Regions from separate parts of the Mus musculus genome. Here regions 1 and 3 are each linked to region 2. The links are chromatin contacts, called in public Hi-C and HiChIP or PLAC-seq maps. All regions are on one chromosome and are shown on one strand. The core of a region is the stretch at or near the end of the contact, and the rest is flanking DNA. Distances in the headings are between cores, read along the strand shown. Region 1 has its middle 190 kb from the start of Samd12. Region 2 holds the start of Tnfrsf11b (tumor necrosis factor receptor superfamily, member 11b (osteoprotegerin)). Region 3 has its middle 160 kb from the start of Tnfrsf11b.

Evidence for each region. Hi-C and Micro-C count contacts between places; a contact is called where the count stands out from the background. HiChIP or PLAC-seq counts read pairs in DNA pulled down with a chosen protein or histone mark.
Region 1: a contact with region 2 is called in an H3K27ac HiChIP or PLAC-seq map of vascular smooth muscle cells, with 5 times the contacts expected there. The contact joins the enhancer-like site here to the promoter of Tnfrsf11b in region 2. A contact is called at or near these places in 3 of 484 Hi-C or Micro-C datasets (MC3T3-E1-derived osteoblasts, adipose-derived mesenchymal stem cells and cerebellar granule neurons), 2 of 115 datasets of contacts at active chromatin or transcription factors (the 230-238 cell line and vascular smooth muscle cells) and 1 of 9 other capture datasets (adipose tissue).
Region 3: a contact with region 2 is called in a Hi-C map of embryonic fibroblasts, with 3 times the contacts expected there. The contact joins the enhancer-like site here to the promoter of Tnfrsf11b in region 2. A contact is called at or near these places in 1 of 39 promoter capture datasets (embryonic stem cells), 2 of 484 Hi-C or Micro-C datasets (embryonic fibroblasts and macrophages), 1 of 115 datasets of contacts at active chromatin or transcription factors (pancreatic cancer cells) and 2 of 9 other capture datasets (adipose tissue and pancreatic islet).

What each region holds. Positions count from the first base shown.
Region 1 is chr15:54,087,783-54,092,140 of GRCm38.p6, forward strand. No RefSeq gene overlaps it. Among named protein-coding and RNA genes, the nearest start is that of Samd12, 190 kb to the left of the region's middle. Within about 2 kb of position 1,954, at least 4 of the 459 cell types and tissues checked have an H3K27ac peak or open chromatin away from gene starts, as enhancers often do. A contact at or near this core is called in vascular smooth muscle cells, where this site is marked.
Region 2 is chr15:54,275,647-54,280,083 of GRCm38.p6, forward strand. Tnfrsf11b (tumor necrosis factor receptor superfamily, member 11b (osteoprotegerin)) reads right to left here and starts at 2,838. Exons shown (of 5, transcript NM_008764.3): 1 at 2,569-2,838. The coding sequence starts at 2,601.
Region 3 is chr15:54,119,035-54,123,401 of GRCm38.p6, forward strand. No RefSeq gene overlaps it. Among named protein-coding and RNA genes, the nearest start is that of Tnfrsf11b, 160 kb to the right of the region's middle. Within about 2 kb of position 1,632, at least 32 of the 459 cell types and tissues checked have an H3K27ac peak or open chromatin away from gene starts, as enhancers often do. A contact at or near this core is called in embryonic fibroblasts and pancreatic cancer cells, where this site is marked.

The DNA.
Region 1 (4,358 bases), core at 704-3,203, 190 kb before region 2:
ATATAGATATCTCTTGTGAAGCTATGCCAGTGCCTGGCAAATACAGTAGTGGATGCTCACAGTCATATATTGGATGGAACACAGGGCACCCAATGGAGGAGCTAGAGAAAGTACCCAAGCACTGGAGGGGTCTGCAACACTATAGGTGGAAAAACAATATGAACTAACCAGTACCCCCGGAGCTCATGTCTCTAGCTGCATATGTAGCAGAAGATGGCCTAGTCATCCATCACTGGGAAGAGAGGCCCCTAGGTCTTGCAAACTTTATATGCCCCAATACAGGGGAACACCAGGGTCAGGAAGCAGGAGTGAGTGGGTAGGGGAGCAGGGTGGGGGGAGGGTATAGGTGACTTTCGGAATAGCATTTGAAATGTAAATGATGAAACTATCTAGTAAAAAATTGTTTAAAAAAAAAAGAAATAAAACTGGAGAACATGCCAAGTGTTACTGTGGTGCTCTGAAATGACATAATAGGTACTATGTAGGATGCCTGCTCATCTAGAAGGGTTGTGAATGGTGCAGGAAATAAAGTGGAGTATATTTGTTTATGGAAAAGCCAGACTTCTCCTTTTTTGTTTTTAAAGAAGGTTAGTGTGTTGCTCCCAGAGCTGATGAGAGGGAAGATCTATGAGAACCACAGACAATACAAACACAAGCAAATATGGCAGTAATTTAGCAGTTGTTAGCAACATACCATTTTACAGCAAGAAGGAAGGAAGCATCATGAGTTGCTCAATATGAGGAATGTTGTTATTTAAATCGGAGAGTAGTCAATGGTTTAAAATACTGTGGCATCCTCAAAGAAATTGAGCTTTCCTTGTTCCAGAGGCCTTGTGATTTACAAAATATGCAAGTCTCCTTCCAAAATGGCCCTGAGGTAGCACCCAACATTTTTTTTTAACTTCATTGAATCTAGGGTCTAGGGATGGAGCTCTCTTGGTGTTTTGAATGCAAATAATTTGTGTTAAAAAATAAGGAAAGAAACTCCATTGCCACTGCTGTGTCCAGTTGCACTCACATTTGTAAGTGATGACATCTGCCTATTCCAAGCTTTTTCTGGGCTAGACTTAAGACACCAAGAAATCCTTCCATCTGCAGAATTCAGCTTAATGAGAAAAAAATGAATGTCAGAAATAGTCAAGCATATACTGGAATATAATTTGGGACATGGCAGTATTTTGGTCAAAGTGGGACTATATTTATTCTTTGACCTCTAAATGTTGAAGTCAGGGCATGATCTCTGCCCACAGTGAGCTCAGTGCAGCAGGTAGGCATTGCAGTTTTTATTTGGACGGAAATAATGACTTTTTGGTGGTCAACTGAGATAAAGCCTTGTGGTCCAGAAAGTCACAAGCTGATGAGTGGGACACACGTTAGGATGAGAGATTGTGTACTGTATTGGTTTAGGCACTGGCATACAGGCACAGATTAGAAGAGGTGAGGACTTAGAAACATTCTGTGGGGAAGTCATATTATCTATCCATGGGAAGAATGCAAGAGATTCTTTGGGGTAGGTTTGGAAATTGTATTGCAAAATTAGAGAAAACATTGGTTATCAAGATGGAATCTGATCCTTTCGTTTTTCTATTTCAACAAATAGTTTTTATTCCTATTGGTAGGGAAGGCAGTGCGTTTTGTTTTGTTTTGTTTTGTTTTGTTTTGTTTTGTTTCTTTCTGATTTTATCTAATTCTTCTGGTAAAGTTTTTTTGGTAAAAAAAAATTAGCTAGTGAAAGTGAAATTTTGAAAGAATGTCACAAAGGCATCCAAAAATTTTCTGAGCTGAAAATATGTCACAAAGAATTCTACTGCAAATGGTAGTTTCCATGGTGAAATCAGGCTGCCACCAGTAAAAGTTTGGAGCAGGAGGCTTGATCTTTAACCTTGACCTCATGTGCTCTCTCATCCCACATCATGGACCACTGCCTGAGAAAGGAGGTGGCCCCATGTCACACTCCAGGGGTGTTCTTGTGTGAACCGTAACTCCTGGTGACCAAGCAGGAGAAGGGAGGAGAGGAGAGGCCTGCTCTTTCAGTAAAATACTCATTTGATCTTCCCAACCACAGCAGAGGACAAAGCAGGTTTCCTGGAAGCAGCTCAGAGGAGGGCAAAAGAAAATTAGAAGGCTCCATCTGAAAAGCTGGGGCTAGGCTTGAATTCCTAATTACCAGACGTCTTTTCCAAGAAGCATGCCTGCCTGTGGTGTACCAGCCTTTAGAACAGTGGCTCCTGGAGCATGTCTCCTTTGTCAACCAGGCTGATGGCAGCAGACCCATTAGCTTCCTTTCAGGAATGCAGTGCCCATCCTTTTTGGTTTGCCATTGAGTTGCCCTGGCCCTGCTTAAGAGAGAAGTAATTGGTATTCTTTACTTATGTGCTGAATAGGAAGGCTTTTTGCCCCCACCCTGCTCATCAGGGCTAGCCCTGCACTAAGTGATGGAGTGATGTGTTCTTCTGTTCTTTTCCTTTTCTCTGCTTGCCACCCACATGTCATCCTAAGCTTCTCTTCTGGGCCCAAATGGAGACACCATGTATTTTTGTGACAATCAGGTATGTCTGCATAATCAAAGGTTTACTATTTGCGTTCAACCATCAGCTCTTTCGTTTGGAATTGTTGAAGTGATTTAAAAGTCACCAGTTTCTGTTTCCTTCTCCCAGGTGCCAGCACTCTTGTTTGGTGTGGCTTCACTGATAGACTGGATATGGTTCCTATACTTAATGGAGTCCACAGTTAAATGCAGATGGCAGGCAAGGGCATCAAGTATCTCTAAAAGGTCCCGAGGCAAGAAATAGTATTTAACCTTAGGAGTGAGTCTATAGCATTTTTTGGACTTGTTGGAGTGCTGTAGATAGAGGCCCTAGGTGAGGATTTTGTGGGAATTCTCAAAGAAGGTATGCAAAGGTGACAATATAGAGTTTCAATTTAAGAAAGTCTGTCTTGTAAGCAGAGTTATGGATAAGACCCCTTAGTTCTTGCCAGAAATCCAAATGAGTCACTGAAAGGTATAGATTGGAGTAGTTGTAATATGGAGAGAAAGGAGGAAGCAGACTTCAAAACTAATTACTTAGGAAATAAACATTGCATCTGTAGGAAATAGCTTCTGTCAATAGATGAGGAGATGATGGGGGAGAAGAAGAAATCTAGAAAGCCCTTAAAGATTATAATGAAAGGTTTGTAGATTTGATAGCCTTTAATTACAGAGGGTATAGAAAAATTCTAACCAAGTTCAAAGTTTTATTTATTTGTTAGTACTTATTTATTCTTTGCAAATTAGCTCCAGGGAGCCTGGCCTGTTGACACTGTTGCTCCCTCCATGGGACTGCAAGCTCCCTCAACTCCTTTAGTCAATGGAGACCCCTGAGCTCAGTTCAATGGTTTGCTGTGAGCTACAGCCTCTGTCTTTGTCAGGCTCTGACAGAGCTTCTCAGGAGACAGCCATATCAGGCTTCTGTCAATAGAACAAAAAGGCAACCAACAGACTTGGAAAAGATCTTCACCAATCCTACATCCAATAGAGGGCTAAGATCCAATATATACAAAGAACTCAAGAGGTTAGACTCCAGAGAATCAAATAACCTGACTAAAAAGGGGAATAGAGCTCAACAGAGAATTCTCAACTGAGGAAACTTGGTCCTGTGGAGGGCTGAGAAGCTCCTAAAGAAATGTTCAACATCCTTAGTCATCAGGGAAGACATTCTTAAGAATGATTACTGAACTACACAAAAATTCCCAGACGCTTGCAATTTCTTAGGCAGATTAGTAAATAATGTTGACAGCTCATGGAAGCAAGATACTTGGGAAATAAAAAAGCTTTTAATGATGTCAAAATACCTCAAACAAACAGAAAACAGGCTCTGTGTCTTGGCTCCATTCTTATTCTCAGTATAACCTACAAGTCTGTTTCTCTCTCTCTCTCTCTCTCTCTCTCTCTCTCTCTCTCTCTCTCTCTCTCTCTCTCTCTGGATTTATTTATGTATAATAGCACACTGTTACTGTCTTCAGACACACCAGAAGAGGGCATCATATCCCATTACAGATGGTTGTAAGCCTCTATGCAGTTGTTGGGAATTAAACTCAGGACATCTGGAAGAGCAGTCAGTGCTCTTAATCACTGGGTCATCTCTCTAGCCCCATCTTTCTTCTTTCTTTATCTACAGGTGTTCATAGAAAACATTAAATTGTCAAGTTGTCTACACCAGCAAGAGAGAATTATTGTGTTGGAATCCTTGTGAAGAACGATAGCAGTAGACTTTTGCCAGGAGTAAGTTAGGGTAGCAATGAAAGAGAACAGAATATATTTTTAGTAAATAATGTAAAGCATGGATAGGGGAGGGGACCATGGGTCTCTATTTATTGGC
Region 2 (4,437 bases), core at 1,588-4,087:
TATTATAGAAGACAGGAACTTCAGAGGGAAGAAATGCAGTCTGTTATTCTGCAGGTAAGTGGTGTGTGGATATTTGAACTGGGTCTAGTGGAGAACCACCATGTTGCAACTTCCCTTATGAGTTCACGAAGAAAGGCTGACTTTTTTTGATAATTCCTCAATCATCTGGAGCTTCCTCTTTAGGAACGGGTATGACATGCAATACTTGTCTCAAATCTGCCTCTTTAAACAGGATGTAAGGTCCAGAAGTCAGGAACCAATGATACCTCACTGGATGCTAACATTGTTCCCACTGACTAGTACAATGCCTTAGACAAAGAGCTAAATATCTGTAGTGAGTCAGGTTCCTACAGCCACACCTCTCTGTTTGCCAGGGGAAATTCGTCCTCTCCACATGCAAACTCAGTGTGTCCATTTCCAACCATTCATAAAATAAAGTCAACCTTAGCAACTAAAGAAAGAGTAAGATCCTTTCTATTCCTTTATATATTCAAGACACGTTCAAAGCTGTCACTTCTGACAATGTATTATCTAAAATGAGTAATATTTAGGTACATATCTCCTTATATAGACCACCTATAAAATTATGACATTTTTTTCTATTTGGGAACAGTTATGGGGAGAAATATATATGCTATTTTGTTAAAATCCAAAATGTAAAGGCAGAATACAAGAAGCTAGAAAGAATAAAATCATCACCATATTAACCATGGGCTTATTTATACCAGCCAACACCTAAATTAATTAAATTTTTATGAGGCCATAGAAACATGGAATACAGGAGAGTCAGCAAAGCAAACTGTTCTGTATATCCAACACTAGTGATGTATCTCTGAGATCTTTGAAAAGACCCAATGTGAAAACTACATGAAGTTCATAATAAAGTTTAATTACATGCCAAACCTGTTTGTGCTATCTATTATTCTGACTATGAACACAGTAGTAAAAAGGGAGGGATGCACGGACCTTTATGGGAGGTACTGATATGTAATTGTAGCACTTTCTGCCAGCTCATGGGTGCTCAATTTGATAAAGGCACTTAGGCACTACCACCTGTGCAAAGCACTCTATGCTCTTTCCTCTTTTGAGACTTCCATTCATTTGTTGTGTGTCAGTGCAGATACACATGTGCCAGAGTGTGTCAGTGGAAATCAGAGGATGCCCGTCAGGAGCCAGGTCTCTCCTTCCACACAGGTTTTCAAGGATTGAGTTCACAATGATTGGTTGTAAGTGCCTTTACCCATGGAGCCATCTCACTGTCTCTAAAAATTGCACTTCTTAAAAAGTTCTTCTTAGTGGAACTGGAGGGATGGCTCAGCAAGAGCACTGGCTGCTCTTCCAGAGACTCGGGTTTCATTCCCATCACCGACATGGCAGCTCACAACTGTCTGTAACTCCGGTTCTAAGGGACTTGATGCCCTCCTCTGGCCTCAGTTAGCATCAGATGCACAAGCAGTACACAGACATACATGCAAGGGAACCACATATACACCTAAAATAAAGTAAAATTAGAAAATTCTCCATATGTCCATATTAGTGGATATATGTAATATATATGTATATACATGTATACATATCTGCATATGTACACATGAAGTTGGCATATGTATGTATACTCTCCTGTCCACTTTTTCCTAAGTGACTTTGGTATTACATATGATTGTCTGTGTGTCCCTGAAGCTCAGGGAAAGACTACATAGTTTTTAATTCTCACTATGTGAGCAGGAGGATGAAATTGAAACACTGACTCTAGTGCATTCCAGACAGAGAAATCACTCAAAGACAGACTTCTCTGTCTGATTTGTAACTTCATGTGTTTCACAGGCTACTGATGTGAAGGAAACAAATTTGGGGCATGGAAAAAACTTGTCTATAAACCTAAATAACAATTTGCCAAATGCCTGAGCCAATAAAAGAGATTCCTTTATTTTCCAAACAACGTTTCAAAACAGGTTTGAACCATCTTTCTTTATAGTTGAACTGATCTGGTTGTTTAACTATATTCTACAACGTAATAATCATTAGTCTGTTCATATTTTTCACACTACTGAAGTTGAGAACTAGACTAATAGAACTTTAGTAAAACAGCAAATTGCACAGAAAAATAAGAGAATATTTTCTGTATTGCCCACAACCCATATGTAAGTTAGGCTAATGTTGTTTCAGACTATCCTCTCCATCCAAACTTTTCTACAGAAGTTTCAAAAAAGTCTGGCCTCTCTTTCCAACACCTGCAGTAATAAAAAAGTTCGGTGAAGCGAAGGTATGGTGTTCCACATAAGAACATAAGTAAGTAAATAAATAAGGTAAATAAAATGAATAAAAACCAAGCAAAAAAGTCTTTAAAAAGGCCTCTCTCCGTGTCCCTCTCCCATCTGCATAAACTCAGCTGGAACTTTTCATGAAAAAGCCATTCACTCTTCAGGGCAGCCTGCTGCTGTAGCTAGAAAGAGGCTTCGTGTTCCAACCAAACCCCAGCTCCCTCCTGAGGTAGCCGGGCTTGGTCCCCATCAGCAGGAGGGGAGGTCCCGAGCCCAGGTGGTCAGCAGCCTCCTGCCCACGACTTACCACCAGGAGTGCGCAGCACAGCCACTTGTTCATTGTGGTCCTCGGGAAACCTCAGGAGGCAGCCGCTGGGTCAGTGCTAGGTGCGTCTCTGCAGCCCAGGCAATCATGACGTTTTATATAAGGTCGGGGCAACAGGAAGTATGCCCTGCCTTTGATCTATTAGTCTCTGTCTGGACAAACCTTGTTCCTTTTTAGGAACCTTGGGAGCTAGTGGTGGGGCTTTGGGACACTCCGGGGTTAACGCTTTAGGAGCCGGAGTGGGAGGATCCTGCGCGGAGGCGTGGGACAAGGGAAGGGAATGACTGATTTCTGCAGGGGGAGAGAGAGGGGGAAGGAAGAAGAAAAGAAGGAGAAAGCCACCGCTGAGCTGAAGAACAAGGCAGCAGCTGTCCCGCTGCCTCTGGGAGTTCCGAAGCTTTTTCTGCCAGCGGCTAGCCTCAGGGCAGCTGTGACCTGTGGTGAGAGGCTGAGTACACTTGGGGGAGCCGCTGGGCAGCCTCCAGGCTCTGGCTCCTCTACCCGAGGTTTCAACTTCAGCAGCCTATTGCCACATGTCTCAGTCACTGTACCCTTTCTGGGAGAAGGCTGAGGTTTTCGTTTGGCCTATTATCTAAACTCCTTCCCAAAGATTCTGTAGCTCCCCAAATAATCCCTCTCGCGTAGGGATGGCATTGTCCTCAAAAACGACTGAGAGTTTGTAGTCGTTAACATGCAAAGTGTCCTGGGCCCGTTAAAGAATTTATTTGTCCAACTCATATTTACCTGGGTTGTCAGAAGCTAGGGAGAACCAGAAGAATAAATTCTTTGTACCTGGAGTAGGAAAACCTTACAAGCATCGCTTCCCTTCCCAGCATCCTCTTTCATAAAGGGTTGTTGGCTCCTTAGAGTCCTAACCACTAAGCTTCTGGTCAAACGCCTCTTCACCCATTAAGTTGCCTCTTCACTGCCCTCTGCTGTTGGCACGTTTAAAGATTTGCAAAATAAGGTTCTTCTCCCACCCATCAGCCGTCTCACTGGTTAGAAGTCACTGTTTCCAAATTGAATTCCCATTCCAAGATGCCATAGGCAACTCTCAAGTCAGCTGTAGGTGGTCACTCAAACCTGCATATAATGTGATGCTTACAGCGTGATTACTCCTTGCAGAACTGGCTTCTCTATCAGGAGCTGGGTTAGTGAGATGTCTCCTGAGTAGGGCAAATTCTTCTGTCAACAAGAGGAGCTCCACCTCTTCACAGCACGATGGATCTCATGCTATCATGAGTTCAAAGTAGTTCACTCCATCAAGACATTTTGGAGGAAGGAAAAGCTGCATGATTCTATACTAGTCTCCTGTGTTTTAGTTTCTACTGCAACAACAGTGTGATAACAACACTTACCATCCAAATAAACCTAAATGTTAACTTTCAAGCCCTGTGTAAGTGGCAGAGCTATTATTTCTGTTCAGGAATAGTTGTCTGGGATATTAGCTGAAAACATTTTTCTCAAAATGTAACGTGATGTCAGGGTGCAGTAGTGGCAAAACCTAGAATCATTTGGAAAAGCAGCTGCAATGAGAGATTGATTATCTACACAGAATTGGCCTGTGGGTCTGTTTGTAGGGCACTGCCTTAATAAATAGATGTGGGAAGACTCAGCCCATTGTGGGCAGAACCATTCCCTAGGCAAGGTGTCTTGAGCTAGAAGTGCAGAAATAAAGATACAAACAAGCAAGTACACGTGCATGCATTCTTTTCTCTCAGCTCTTGGCTCTGGATGTGATGTGACAAATTTGAAGTCCCTACCCTAACTTTTCCACAATACTGGGTTATAACATGGAGTTATAAATTTAAGCTAACTCCTTTATGCCCCACCCTACCCTCCAAAAGGTAT
Region 3 (4,367 bases), core at 382-2,881, 160 kb before region 2:
AGGTAGTAATGGAATGTTGATACATGCCGCAACAAAATGATTTTCAACACACGCTAAGTGAAAGAAGCCAGTCACATAAAGCCATGGAAACAACAGCTCCGTGTATGGTGGAAGATGCAGAACAGACAAACCCACAACCACAGAAAGCAGAACTGTGGTTGGCAAAGGCTAGGGGAAGGGAGGAATTGGGTGTGACTGCTAATGATCCCAAGCAGGATTTTGTAGGGTGAGGAAGAAATACTCTGAAATTAGATAGTGCTGATGGGTGCAAAACCTCCCAAATATTCTTTAAAAATCACTTAGTTACACACTTTGTTTGTTTGTTTGTTTATTGAATGAAAGTTTTACTATGTAGCCTTGGCTGGCCTGAACTCACTATGCTACATTGACTGGGCTAGCTTCAGCTCACCAGAGGATGGCTTACGTCTTCCACTTAGTGCTGGTATTGAAGGTGTATGTCATTAAGCCTGGTGAGTTGTATACTTATTACATGCATTATAAATCATGCCACAACAAAGTTACTGTTAAGGAAGTCAAGGATGCCAATTGGGATCTTCTGAATTAGAACTTGTGTGTTGTAAACTTTGATTCATAGATGAGTCTGATTCTCATAGCTGGGATGAAACAATTCTCATCCCAGGGAGATTGACTACACATGCGTGCTGTGTTTTCTCACAGTGAGTATTAATATCCTCTATGGTCCTGTCCTTTTCGGTTCCAGGTCAACCAGTTGCTCTATGTCCTACCAATACTCTCACCATTTACATTACTGCTCACAATCATGAAACATGGCTGGTTAAAGCTGCATGGCTACTTTTATCCCACTCTGTGTCATTGTGGGAAGTTATTTAAATTAATCAGAATTTGAGTCAAATCTAAATAAAATGTAAGAAACTAGTCAGTTGTGTACACGTTAAGATTAAGAGCATGGCCCTTCTAAACTATAGGACCTTTTGTGAATGTAGAATCCTTTATGAAATTGGCCACTATACTATGTTACTAATGTTACTTTTCTATATTAAATAGAATAGTTGATGTCTAGCAATACAATTTATATTAAAAACACTGTAATAGAGGATTTGATATTGTTTAAAACAGAGGGGGGAAAGGAAGTCTTTTAGGTTACAAATACTTCTGTGACATGACCTTGATGATTAAAAGCTTTTCTGCCCTCCATGAGTCTCTCAGTCACTTCTTCCTAGCCATCCCTGTCTCTTCTCAGCTTCATCCAAACAGAGCTTCTCTCTGGGCTTTTAATGAAGAGAACAGAGTTGCGAAGCCTTTGTGCATCTTTTAACTTTATCCAAATAATCGAACCCTGACATAGTTAAGACAGGAGTTTACTAAAAACTGGTTCAAGAATCATAAGCATTCTTGAACACCAATCAGTTCTTACGTAGGAAGTTACATGGGAACAAAAGTGTGTGAATGTGACCACTTTTGAATAGCCTGGGGTCCCAGATACAGTGGTGGTATGCTCCCTTCCTTCTATTAGCTGGCTTTCCATGACTTTCCCCTTGGCCTTTGGTTGTAATTATGGAGCAGTTAACATCTTCCCTGGGCCCAGCACATCCCATAATTAGCTGTGTTCCCTCCACAGTGTATGACTCAACCCCATGTGGTTCTTTTATATCAAAGGAAGGGTGGCCAGATTTTTTCTAAAACCACAGTACTTGAGCATGTAGTGGCAGACGGCTGCAAGGCCAGCGTGCACCAGGTCTTTTTGAAGAACAACCTCACCCAAAACAAGGAAGCAAACAAACGAAACCAGACCTTTCAATTTATTTTTGAGAAAAGAAAGGACTCTTCTTGGGTTCTTCTATGTTTCCAAGCACGGCATCATTTTAAAAGGAGAGGATGACTTTTTTTTTTTTTTCTGGAAGAACAAAAATAGAAATAAATGAGCTAGAGCTTTGAGGTCAACCTCGATCAAGAAGGAGAGTACTTCCTGGTCTCTAATCAGAGGTCCAGAGTTATTATTTAGTTGAGCAAGGCCACTGGGGATAATGTCTAATGTGGTGGAAAGCACATCAGATCAAGGGCCAGAGACTCAATCCCTTGTCTTTGCCCTGCTGTTAATTAAGTAACTAAAGATTTCTAGCATTGAGAAATTGAGAAAATTAAACTTCTGAGATCACTTATACAAAAAATCTTAGTATGAATGTGAAACTGTATACTATAGATCAGCTGAAGATGAGGTAATTTGTCTCTCCCCTTTATGTACATACATATCATTATACATCTACCTCTGAAAGAGTGGGAAATAAAGATGCTTAGTGTCTGCCCTGGTAAACTTGCTACACATGGGCTTAGTATAACCAGAGCCATATCCACTATTACATGAGTAAAACATGTCAGCATGCTACCATAGAGGAAAACAACTATATTTATTGCAGAAAGCACTTAGACTGGAAGGCTGGCCCCATTGATTTTAAATAGGAGCTTTACTGCTCTGTGTTGTATATGGGGGCAGATTTTCTTATTACTAATTTAAGGAAGGATGGAGCTAAGGAAGAGAAATAAAGGAGGTAGCAATATGGTGAGCTTGTTGCTATTTGATTTGCAAAGGGACTCTGTTCTCCTAACCTTAAAACATGAGTTTCATCAAAAACCCATAAATGCTAATAAGTCAAAGTGTACTTAGGATAAGCATCCAAACAGGGAAACGGGAAAGCAAATATGTTCTAAACTCATATTTATTCTGAATGTAGCAGACTTGGATGTAGGAATGAGGAGGAGGAGGGAGAAAAGAGAAAATGAATCTTGGAACCTGGCAGAAATCATTAAAGAGGGCTTGGTTTCTACCTTATGGAATTGGACTTCAGATCAAAGTAACTCATAAAATATGAGTTCTCTTATCCTCACGTCTTCTTTGACCTCTTCACTGAGATTAGAAGTTATGCATAAATTGGCTAACTTTTTTCTCCAGATGCAATTCTGTAGTTATATAATAGGAATGCTTGTAATTATACAAACCTTGTCACCTTTGAGGAGCTTAGAGCTGGTATTCAAAGATAAAAGTAAAATTGTGTCCCTGGGTTGGAATCCAATGGTGGTAATTGATTTCCTGAGAAGTCTTGATCTGTGTGCATTTTCATAGCTTCAGGCTTCAGTAGCATCTAAGGATCCTGGCTGGCTGGTCGCTAGTCCAGGCAGCTCTTGACACAAGTGATTGATGAGACATAGTTAGGAGACAAAGAGAACGGGAGGGAGATGCCTTCCAATTCCAGGGGCAAAGACTCTTTGCCTCATCAAAGTAGACACAGCTTACCCGGGACATAAGAGTAAGGAAGACAGCGGGTGTTGGGTGGGGCAAAATGGGATGTACTGGAAAACTAGAGTAATGATTGAGCTTAATACAACTTCAAGCAGAAAACAGTCCCAATTTCACTCTTATATTTTAAGAGGAAGGACATATACTTTCTACTACTTCTCCAATTTAGCTATTTAGTATATTGCTTGAAAAGGGTAAGGAAAAATGACCAAAGAATCACAAGGAACAGCCATGAAACACTGAATAGTTATCATTTTCTCTCCAAATTATATCAGCTATATTATATCAAATAGCTTAATTTCCCTTTTAGATTTATCAGTTTTATTCCACGTGTCTTGGTGTTTTGGCTCCATATAGAGATGTGCATTGCATGCATCCCTGGTCCTGTAGAGGTGAGAAGAGGACATTGGTTAGGGATGGCTGTGAGCCATTGGGTAGGGACTAGGAACTAAGTTCAGGGCCTCTGAAAGAGCAAGAAATGCTTTTCTCTGCGGGCCCGACTGACTCTTCAGCATCCTCAATAAAACATGTTTAATGCCATTAGAAAAGTGATCACTCTGACGCTTTGTACTATGAATTATTTTACAAAAGTTCAAAGATTAAGAATTGCTTCCCAGCATTTCAACCATTCCCTTCCATCCCAACTCTATAAACTGTGAAGAGTATAGTCATATCATCTGCTTTTTTTTGTCTTGTTAATATTCTACCAGTAACTTATTTCAATCATTGCTTCAGTCTGGAATGCCTAATTTGGAATGTGCTAAATTAACATAACCTCTTTTATATAGCAGAGAACTTGCTTGAGACAGCTGCTAAAATATGTGTGTATGAAAAAGTCCTTGATTCCACAAAACTCAATGTCTCTTGAAATGTATTCAGTTCCATAATTCTCAAAATTCCTAACTAAACAGATTAAATTGGAAAATAATACCATACAAACAAAATGAGATCAGAACTTTCCAGACGTTAGCTTCTTTCAGGAGGCCAAAGCCTATATTTGAATATTTCAAAACTCTTACCAGAACTTTAGCAAAATATGCTCTAAGCGAAATAGTCTGTAATGTCTAACATTTAAATAACCAAGATGTTTTGT